Regions from separate parts of the Danio rerio genome. Here region 2 is linked to region 1. A link is a contact called in public Micro-C data. All regions are on one chromosome and are shown on one strand. The core of a region is the stretch at or near the end of the contact, and the rest is flanking DNA. Distances in the headings are between cores, read along the strand shown. Region 1 has its middle 37 kb from the start of zgc:77938. Region 2 has its middle 89 kb from the start of zgc:77938.

Region 1 (5,588 bases), core at 2,192-4,691:
TCATATCCAACAATGCAAAGCGATTCGGGACTCCTCGTGTTGTCAGTTTGTTAACGTGATGGCCCTTTAGACGAGCACTCAGAACATCGCCTCATTGAAGAAAAACCCAGGGCTTTAGCTCCGGTAACAGTTCCCCTCTGTCAGATTACAATGCTCTGATTCCAGATCCAAGGTTTATCTTTTGCAAATAACTGTGAAATTGCTTGGCACAAAGTCCTTTCACTCAATAAGCTTTAAATAAGATGTCAAGTGTGGCTCTGGTTGGTGGCTAGCTGGCTGGTTGGCAGGACTGGCTGAATTTGAACAGGGATTCCACTGAGGTCTGCTGGCTTGAGACTCTAAACACTCTCAAAATGGATTAAGCCGGACCCTCGGACCCACTAATGCATTCTGGCCACGGACATTTTTAAACTGCTTCGTCTCATAACGGACAGAAAGTAGCAGAGCTGGACTCTAAAGATTAATATTTGCTTTATTTTGGTGTTTGTACCTGTTTAGGACTAACTAAGAGCTGTGCTTCTTCTGCCGGTGGAAAATCGACAGGCTGTATTCCAGGAAAAGTTTTGAACTGAAGGTCCAAATAAGCGTTATGTAAGCACATGTCTGGGAATAACAGGAACTGTCTGTTGCTGTTGCTTTTCAGCCTGTGCTTTTTGCCATTCGTCTTATAACACATAGCTACAAAATACCCACAATACATTGTTATGATATCCAAATTTCTAAACAGTCTTCAGAAATAATACTGAAAGAAAAATATCAAGGAATACAGTGCTCAGTATGATGGAGTACATCTCATTTTGAAAAACAAAACAGATTTATTAAAAAGATATATATATATATATATATATATATATATATATATATATATATATATTTATTTATTTTACTATTATTTTTAATATAAATTTTTAGTCACCAAACAGAAGTAGAAATTGAAAGTTAATGCAAATAATTCAAGCAAAATATTGCAAAAAAAATAAAAATAAAAATAAAAATTCACAACCTACAAAATTTCTACAAAATTTTTCTATTATTTTGCTTCTCTTGATTTTCCTCTTTTTTAAAATTTGTATTCAACTTATTTCTATATCATATAATTTTGTGTGTACTAGTTTTTGAATCGTAAGTTATTTAGTTAAATAAGCTATAGATTTGGCTTCAGTACTGACTAATCTAATGTATATGCACTAATATCATATTGAATAGCTTCCTATTAAAATACGAATTTAAAAGAGAGATGTATTTTTTTTTAATTTAACACATTTTACAAATGTTAACTGTGATCAAGAAGAACAAATCAATCCTAATAACATACTATGATGTCCAAGAAAAAGAAAAAGAGCAATACATGTTAAATAAATGCAACATCAACAACAAAGATTGCACTAATTTGCATACAGTAAATGGTGACTTTGCAGTTCTATTTTACTAAGATATACTTTACAGATTACTAAACAAATTCAGGGCTTATGCGTTAAACCAAAACAGAGAAAATTATTTTAAAAATGAACGTTATGTAATGAGTAAGCATCATGGTGGCACAACGGGTAGCACGATCGCCTCACAGCAAGAAGGTCTCTGGTTCTAGCCCAGGCTGGGTCAGTTGGCATTTCGGTGTGGAGTTTGCATGTTCTCCCAGTGTTTCCTCTGGGTGCTTCGGTTTCCCTCTCGGTCCAAAGACATGCGCTGTAGGTGAATTGAATAAGCTAAATTGGTTGCAGCGTATTAATGTAAATGCAGGAGTGAACAGGTGTTTCCCAGTCTTGGGTTGTGACTGGAAGGGCATCCGCTGCATAAGACATATGCTGGATAAGTTGGTGGTTAGTCCACTGTGGCGGCCCCTGATGAATAAAGGGACTAAGCCGAAAAGAATATGAATGAATGTAATGTGCATTATTAAGTGCATTTTATTGTGTATGGCCATACACCTAAAGCGCTTCACAATAATGAGGGGGGTCTCTCCACACCACCACCAGTGTGCAGCATCCACTTGGACATTATGAATGATGATGATTAGTCATTAAATCAAGTCACATTTTAAAAGTCTTACCTTTTCAATTAAATAAAACATTATTTTAGGAAGAAAATAAATCTTTTTAAAATTAAAACGAAGGGTGGAACGGTGGTGCAATGGGTAGCTCAATCGCCTAACAAGAAGGTCGCTGGTTCATGCCCCGGCTGGGTCAGTTAGCATTTCTGTGTGGAGTTTGCATGTTCTCCCTTTGTTTGCATGGGTTTCCTCCGGATGCACCTGTTTACCCCACAAGTCCAAAGACATGCGGTATAGGTGAATAAGCTAAATTGGCCATAGTGCATGTGTGTGAATGCAAGATTGTATGGGTGTTTCCCAGTGTTGAGTTGCTGCTGGAAGGCCATCTGCTGCATAAAACATATGCTGGATAAGTTGGTGGTTCATTCTGCTGTGGCAACCCCTAATTAATAAAAGGACTAAGCCGAAAAGAAAATGAATGAATGAAGAAATAAAAATTAAAGAAAAAAGTGAAATCACCGAGTGGCAAAGCAAATTATATTCAAATATTTTTCTCCATAAATTCATATTACAATTTGTTCATTCATTTATTTACACGTTTATTGTATGTAATTCAAATGCTTCTCACAACATTTCAATACAAAGTAACCACAATCATTCATTCATATTCACTTTCTCTCTTCCACACTCTCTACCCTAAACAAAATAGCACAGAGGATGATCAGTGATCCCTGGTAAGCCACATTCAATCGCTCCTAAACGGCTCTCGCTTCCTAGCAGAGAAATCACAGCAAACCTTTAAGTCACCAGCTAATTCTTTTTTCAGTTGTCTGGCAAGCCAAAAAAAAAAAAAAACTCCTGCGCTACAACTTAATACCAGACAGGATCACACAGAGAGTCCGACATCAATCTTCAGCTTCTGCTCTCCATTTTATTCCACCCATTCTCTGTTACATTCAGCACAAAAGTCACACACACACATACAAACACACACACACTTGAAGAAAAGATATGTTAAAAAACACATTTCCCTGAAACCTGCCCCCCACACATTCATATATATATATACACACACAAACACCCATACACACACACACATATACGTCCTGCCACTCGTGACCTCCCAATCCTAATCCAATCAATGAGGCCTTAGTCGTCTAATAAAGTGCTGCTCTCATAGTGCAACTTTATCCCTGCAGCTGTGCCGACCCGTTCTCCGGCCAGACCAGGCTCTCCCGCTTCCCTCTGATCACACATTTCAATATGAATGGAGCCAATAAGGGGGTGGATTAGGGGCTGGTTACTCCGTAAATCCCGGGCCGGCTTTGATGCCCCTGCCGGGTTTGGCCCCTCAGTCAAACGGGCAGCCGGCTCTGCCACCTGGCTCAGCCCGCTCGCTCTGTTTGCTCATATGCGCTGATTAAACATGGCATGGCTTGCGTGGCTGCACCGGGCAGCAGATGGCGCCGTGGTAGCTTTGCCCGATTGAGCAGGTGGAGGCGGGGCAGGCTGTGCTGGCTGACACTGGCACACATGGTGCGGGCACAGACCCTTGCCAACCTCGGGATGCATGGCAGGGAGAACAGCAAACATTCCTGTCCCATAGTAAACTGCTAGGCACAAACAGGGGTGTTTTTAACTCCCCCATTCCCACAACATCTGATTCCTAACTCCCCGCCATCCTCGCGCGACAGAGCTACTGCTGATTAATATTTGTTCTTCCTCTTTTGGGACAGAGCAGGACCCAGCTGATCCTGGGAGACGTCCTAATCCCCACTAGAGCCGCGCCAACAGGGGGCGTCGTTTCATTTCCAGCAGGGGGTCAAAGTGTCTGGAATGAGGCGCGCAGGGCAGGGCGTCAAGTTTTGGAGATTAAAAGTGGCGAGTAAATGAGAGAGTCAACTTAGGGTAACTTGCAGAGAGTTTTTTTTCTGCAAATGTTGGGGATTTGAACTGCAAACTTGCTAAGGGAAGACAATGCAGGCGGAAAGGGAACAAAAATGAACTAACAGTTATCACCATACTTCACGGGTTGATGCTTTCTAAAATGTTATTTTTAATTATGCAAGTGAGGCATTATTTAATAAAAATGACTTCTGACACTTAAATCTAAATATTGGATAGTGTCAAGTAAAAAAACTTTGCGTATCAGCAGTGGCGAATTTAACCAGTAAGTAAGGTAAGCGGCCCCTTAGAGCCCCAGGAAATCTGGAGTACCCAATAAATATCTAGACGTATAATTTCTAGAAGTATATTCAGAAGTATAAATAGAGGTAACCAATAAAATAATTATAACATTGTTTTCTATTATATTTTGTATGGTGAAAGTAAAACAAATAAAATGTTAATGTAATTAAATATTATTTAATGTACAATCAAATATATTATTATTATTATTAATATTATTATTATTGTATTAATGTGATGAGATGTAATAATAATACTATAAATTAAAATATTTTTATTTTAATTGTCCACAAATTTGTCCACCACCTCAAAAATGGAGCAGTCCAGCAGTCAAATATATATAAAAATGAATCATTAAAAATGTACAGACTGCATTAAGACAAAACGTAGAAAAGATGTTTGAGTTGTACAAAATATATTAGCAAAATATAGAAAAATAAAATAAAAGTAAAAAAGGGTGCATTTTAGGACTGTGGGACCCATGGCTGGAATCGTTTAGGGTCCCCAAATCACTAAATCCGCCCCTGCATATCAGTCATACCCATATAGAAATATGATGCATAGGAGTATATGCAAATTACATGCAGGTATATAACATACAAGTTCGCATTTGGGATTCATATGTATAAAATATATATGTGGGTGCTTACATGCATTTTTTTCTGACCTTTGGACTTTATTTATTTATACGTTCACATATATTAGATATAATCATATACAGTTGAAGTCAGAATTATTAGCCCCCTTGTTTATTTTTTTTCCGCAGTTTCAGTTTAATGGAGAGAAGATTTATTCAGCACAGTTCTAAACATAATAGTAATAATAATTTATTTTTCTAATAACTGATTTGTTTTATCTTTGCCATGATGATATTTTTCAAGACACTTCTATACAGCTTAAAGTAACATTTAAAGGCTTAACTAGGTTAAAGTTTTTCTCAGTCACTTTGGTGCATTTCTCACAACACTATTTACAATAGGAAATATTGTAAATATTTACAATAAAAAACTAAAACTTTTCCCCCTCTGAGCAAAATACATTTTATTTTGAGAAACAATAAAAATATTTTGTCTGGCTAAGTAATCAAAATAAATCATTGACTTTTGCTGTCTTCATTAGTTTCACAAACACTGATTTCTTTACAACTTGAAAAGGCATATTTAGATATATTTTCTGCTGGAGATACTGTTGTCCAAAAAAACAACAAAAAACGAACAAACAAACAAAAAAATAAAACATGTAAAAATATTATACAAACTGTAGGAAGGGTATAACAGATTTTTTTGCAGTTTTAAAAGCTTGACTTTTCCAAACCGTGGCATAGCTTGAAACTGGTAATTGTCCCATGCCTATTTCAAAGGTAAGCCAAACTACACTAAGCCAAAGTAAAATAAAAAAACTCAATTAAAAA
Region 2 (5,588 bases), core at 949-3,448, 51 kb after region 1:
TCCTATTTTGCTGATTTAAAGGTTCTTCATATGTTTCTGTGTTCCGTGTAATTAGTTACAAAGTGACTAACGTAACACACTCAAAAAATTACTTTTGCTGCTTGTTGAAATTACTCATTTAAAATGTGTTGAAAAAAACAACCCAAGCTCATTGTGAAAGCGTAGTCCCGCGGACGTTTCTGGAGACAGCAGAATACGTCCCGGGAGGTACGTACGGCTGCGTTTATTTTTTTCAAGCGAACGCTGCAGGGCGGTGTGACACCGTTCCCTTTTGCGCTTACCTGCCGGCCGGCCGACCACTTACCTCCTTGTGGAGGGCTTTGCCGCTGCAACCCGTTTGTCCACTCAGCTCACTGTGTACGTTGGCAGGCTCGAGATGCAGAGAGGAGTTGACCACGGTGACCGGTTTTGAGTCCGAGGAAAAGCGGTTCAAGCAATCAGGTAAGACAAAAACAGAATCCCAAAAATTAAGTCAACGAGTTTCGTAACAGGGTGAGAACGCGGTGAAATCCCAAAACGCGTTAGAAAAAAAAAATCAGGGCTTTTCTTTTTCTGGACGGCTTTTGTAAACTGTCGCTCGGGTTTAAGGAAGCGAGCGGGCGGGCGGGTCGATTGGTAAAATTGGTTGGGTTTAGGGAAGGAGAAGGGCGGGTCGGCCGATTGGCCGGTCGCGCAGTCAGTCATCCAGTCAGTTGGACAGCGGCCTCTGGTGGGTTCACACGAGAATAGCGCAGGCGCGAACTGCACTCGCGAGAGGCATCTGAGATGCGAAAAAGCGCACAACAGCAGCCACTCGCGGATTCGCAAAAACAAAAACTGCAGCCGTACGTACCTGCCGGGACGTATTCCGCGGTCTCCAGAAACGTCCGCGGGACTACGTTTCCACAACGAGCCCGGGTTGAAAAAAAACTACTTTTTTTCCAAAATTGAACAAATCAAATCAGCCAAGCAGATAAATTATATTATTTTGTTATACAATATATTATAACGAAAGAAGGTTACACTCATTAAGTTGATGAATTCAAACAAACAATTGAATAAGAAATTGATCACAATATACAGAAAGTTTAAAATATTGTGTCATTATCTTGAAACATTTCCTTTTTTGATACACATGTTTCACTTCTTTGAAGTATTTCTTTTTTTAATAAAGCTAAAGGCCCAGTTTTTACTCCAATTTATAGAATTAAAAGACTTTCTATCATCTTTGGATTTATAAGGATTTTAGGTAGTCTAGAGTATTTATTTATTATAAGTGAAAGTAATCATAAAAGTAATTTAAATACATTTTTATTCATTAGTAATTAATTATAGTAACTTACCCAACACTGGTCCTATAATAGGTGTATATACATCTAAAAACAACACTTTCTCCTTATATATATATTTAACATAAAACATAAGATTTAATAAAGGTTTTACTTAATTTGTTATGCATTTTGAGATCTTATAAGTGTGTATACTGTGTATACTGTAGATGTGACTACACATGTGAGCATTTACACACTCAAAAATTACTTTTACTGCTTGTTCAAGCTTTTCATTTAAAATGAGTTGAAACAACACAAATTGTAAGGTATTTATGGAATAACTCAATTATTTTTTGTGCAATCCACTTAAATTTGTAAAAACAATTAAGTTAACTTAATCAATTTGTGTTGTGACAACATGAAGGATTTGTGTGGGACCTATTTGTTACAGTGTATTTAAATATTTTGTATGTAATATAAAATAACTGTAAAAAAGAACATAAGTTAATGATTCTAATGTTACTATTTAAGTTACACAAGCTGTTTTACATCAGTCTATTGTAATTTAAATTAAAGTGATTTATTAATAAAGTGGTAATTTAACCCAAATTGAATATTCAAGGCATTGTCATTTTTTTACAGTATCTATGAGTAAATATCAGTAATATCATACTATTGCATGTAAGCTTTATATGTTTGTGTGAATAGTTAATATGCAGTTAAAATCAGAATTATTTAACCACCTTTTGAATTTTTTTATTTATTTATTTATTTATATATATTTTTTGAATGCCAACCTATTGACTTCACTGTAACGTGAGTTTAAAATCTGGAAGACTCTTTTGGTCTTGGCAGACTAAACAGAACGTTTGTAAGTGGTACGAGTGATGGCTGTAAAGTTGTAAGGATGAAGGATAGAGGAATGTTTGTGCTGCTGCTGCTCTTTTTCTTTCTCTCTCTAGTACTGATAAGAAGGGCCACATTCCAAGGTTTGACCCCACCTAAGACTGTCCAGCACTGGGATATCAATGGAAAACACACACACACACACACACACACACACACACACACACACACACACACACACACACACACACACACACACTTTGACACGACCACTAACACACTAATCACAGAGACACAGATAAGAGCAGTTTTCTCTGTATTTGGTTACTCTCTATTAGTTACCTGATGTTGACTAATACAATCTTAAAGTTATGAATTATTTTAAAATTTAAATTAATTGTTTAAAAAATTTAAATTTAATTTTTTTTTATTAATTTAATTAAATTGTAATTAATTTTATGACTATAATAAATATATGAATATGATTTTTCTAATTATTGTCATTAAATATAAATTGCAAAATAATATTTAAAACATTAATTTAACTGAGAAATCATTGTAATAACTATGCTTTGGTGCCTAAGATGTTATATTAGTATCAGTATTCAAATATTATTGATAAAAATTAACTTTAAATCATTTTTTAGTAAATTAAAAAATACAGTTTATTTGAAATATACATATTTACTATTTAAAGTCACTTTTTGAATAATTTAATGCATCCTTGCTAAATAATGTCATTATTTCTGTCAAAACTATCAATCAGTTATTCAGTAAAATCCTTAGGAAATAAAAACTTTTAAACAGTACTTTTTTTTTTTTTATCTCATTAAACACTATTTTAGATTAATCTGAGATTAGCCCTAATACAATAATGAACCATTTTCAAGATGCCTTTTTTAACTTTTAAATAAATAAATCTCTGATGGAAAGAGTACTGAAAAATCATACTCAAGAGTAGTGAATAGTAAGTACCACTGTAAAAACTGATGCATTTACATGTAATTTGTGGATGTGTGTAAACGTAACATTCTGTAGTGAATTTAGATATTGACCAGCAGGGACACAACATCATAAGACGTTAATATTAGGGTAGATTTAAGTTGTGATGTCAGGTGACTAAAATTTACCTATTCAGGTGTCTAGCCAGCATCTAATGACAATGTTATTTTGATGTCCAATAACATCAAATCTCATTGCAGTCTAAACAGTCTCTGAGTCATTGTGTGTGATGATTTTTGGACATTTTCAACGCTTCCAAAGAGTTGCTGCAATTATAAATCACCCAGGTGTTGAGGTAGTCCATTATGATGCGATTTAGTGATTTGATTGGACAGGAAACAAAGAACTGATTTTTCTAATCCCCATAGACAGGAAAAAATAAAGTAGTGACTGCAGGTTGAAGGAAAATAGTGGAGTAAAAGTATCCACACAGTGCTAAAAATGTATTCAAGGGAAAGTAAAAGTACAAATTTTTAAATCTACTTAGTGAATTACAATTCTTGAGAAAAACTACTCAATAACAGTAGTTTGAGTATTAGTCATTTGTTTACACTTAACTTAATTAATATATTCACATAAAAACAATGCATGAATTAGAATGAACATAGCATTAGAAATAATGGTGTCCACTTTAAAGGCTTTGTCTTGGGTATTTGCTGGGTGTGAGAAGTGTTGTGTTGGGCTTCTCCATGTGTGGACAGACGCTGATAAGGCTACAGATGTACTGTCTCACCTCTGCTAACTGGACAGGGTCTAAACTGTTAACCGGCTGACCGATGACATCGTTATCATCCACGACAAGCTTCCTGTCAGGTCTGAGTGTGACTGAACCAAACTGACAGATTCCAGGTTTGTTTTCCAAATATGCCATCAGGATGACAGCTAACACACAAACACACACACACACACACATGCACACGCACACACAAACAAATTCAAATACATACCATCTTATTTGTTAATTTAAGCAACTATAAGTAATCAACATACTGCATAAGTAAAGCATCCACTTATTGCTACGGTATCTTTGCAGGTCTTTTGTTAACTGTATAAATCAAAGTTATCTACTTCAGGATGGTAACATACCACATGGAGCCCTGTGGGTCATTTATCTGTCTGTTTCTCTGAAGTCATTCAAGAGTCGCTTACTATTTAGTGCACCAATACCATCCATTCTACCTAGTCTGCTCACGTTCTATTGGTTAGTTTGCATAAACACTTGCTCTCTTCACTTTAAATCCCACCCACTTTAGAGAGACCACAAACAGAGATGGGTTAGAAGTGTTGAACTATTTTATTATTTCTGTATAAGCACTAAACAAAGGTTAAGGGATGACAGGAGATGCTCTTTATGACAGCAGTATAATTATTTAAACTGTAAAAGTCCTATTAAATAACCGCAACAGAGTGAAATTATGAATTGGATTTTGGATCAGGGTCAAATGTTTGATCATGCAGATGAAGGTAAAATTATTAGCCCTCCTGTGATTTTTTTTTTTCTTTTCAAATATTTCCCAAATGATGTATAACAGAGCAAGCAATTTTTCACAATATTTCCTATAATATTTTTTCTTCTGAAGATAGACTTATTTATTTTATTTCTGCTATAATTTTTTTGAAAACAATTTTAAGGTCAATATTAATAGCTCTCTATAGCAGAGATGCCCGCCATTTAATTAAAGATGTGGGGTGGGGGGAAGGCTTAAATTGAACCTTTAAAATAAATGGTAAATTCAAGAGTCTACATTTAGCTAATGATTGATTAAAAAGCGTGTTTGGCATGCTGTCCCAGGAGAGAGCCCTGAGCACATAAGATCCTCGTTGCTGCAGCACGAGAGGGGAGTTTGAGCTCAGGTTGGTTTCGAGAACTCCCCTGCTTGTTAATAGTTAATGCAAATTATGAAGAACTATGGAGAGAAATATTGCTGATTAACCACTTATCTATGTTGTTGATTTGGTTTGATCAATTTACTTATGTTAAAAGTTTTTGTCAACCAAAGGGAGGGATTAGGGGTGGAGGGGGGGATTCTTCAAGCCAAAGATGGCTAAGGTAAGCCACTTTGGTTATTTATAGCGATTTAGGAATCATCTGATTGGTGAATCATGCATTAGTTAATGCTGGACCAGCCGCAGTCAATAATAAGCATTTGCTCCTCTCGAAATTAGTTTATAAATAAACTTCACTTAAATTGATTTTGTTTTAACGTACATGCAAGGTGCAGCTCTGCATGCTTTGCTACAATCAAAGTCAAAGTCAACATGTTAAGATGGAGAAATCAAGACGATGGCACTGCACAGACAAGAAAAGTTCAAAAAAACTGGCAAGATGATTTTTTTATTTATCGAAATCAATTGCAAGGCAGTACGTATATCTTAAAAGAGTACAATATCCCACGTAAGTACATAACAAAACACTATGCTGTTTTTTTTTTTCTTTCAAAATACATGGCTAAGGCTTGAAAACAGAAGGCTGGCGAACTGCTAGAATAT

The links. Hi-C and Micro-C count contacts between places; a contact is called where the count stands out from the background.
Region 2: a contact with region 1 is called in a Micro-C map of caudal fin, with 4 times the contacts expected there. The contact joins two enhancer-like sites. A contact is called at or near these places in 3 of 18 Hi-C or Micro-C datasets (caudal fin and embryo).

What each region holds. Positions count from the first base shown.
Region 1 is chr14:40,546,265-40,551,852 of GRCz12tu, forward strand. No RefSeq gene overlaps it. Among named protein-coding and RNA genes, the nearest start is that of zgc:77938, 37 kb to the left of the region's middle. Within about 2 kb of position 3,442, at least 4 of the 62 cell types and tissues checked have an H3K27ac peak or open chromatin away from gene starts, as enhancers often do.
Region 2 is chr14:40,598,588-40,604,175 of GRCz12tu, forward strand. No RefSeq gene overlaps it. Among named protein-coding and RNA genes, the nearest start is that of zgc:77938, 89 kb to the left of the region's middle. Within about 2 kb of position 2,199, at least 3 of the 62 cell types and tissues checked have an H3K27ac peak or open chromatin away from gene starts, as enhancers often do.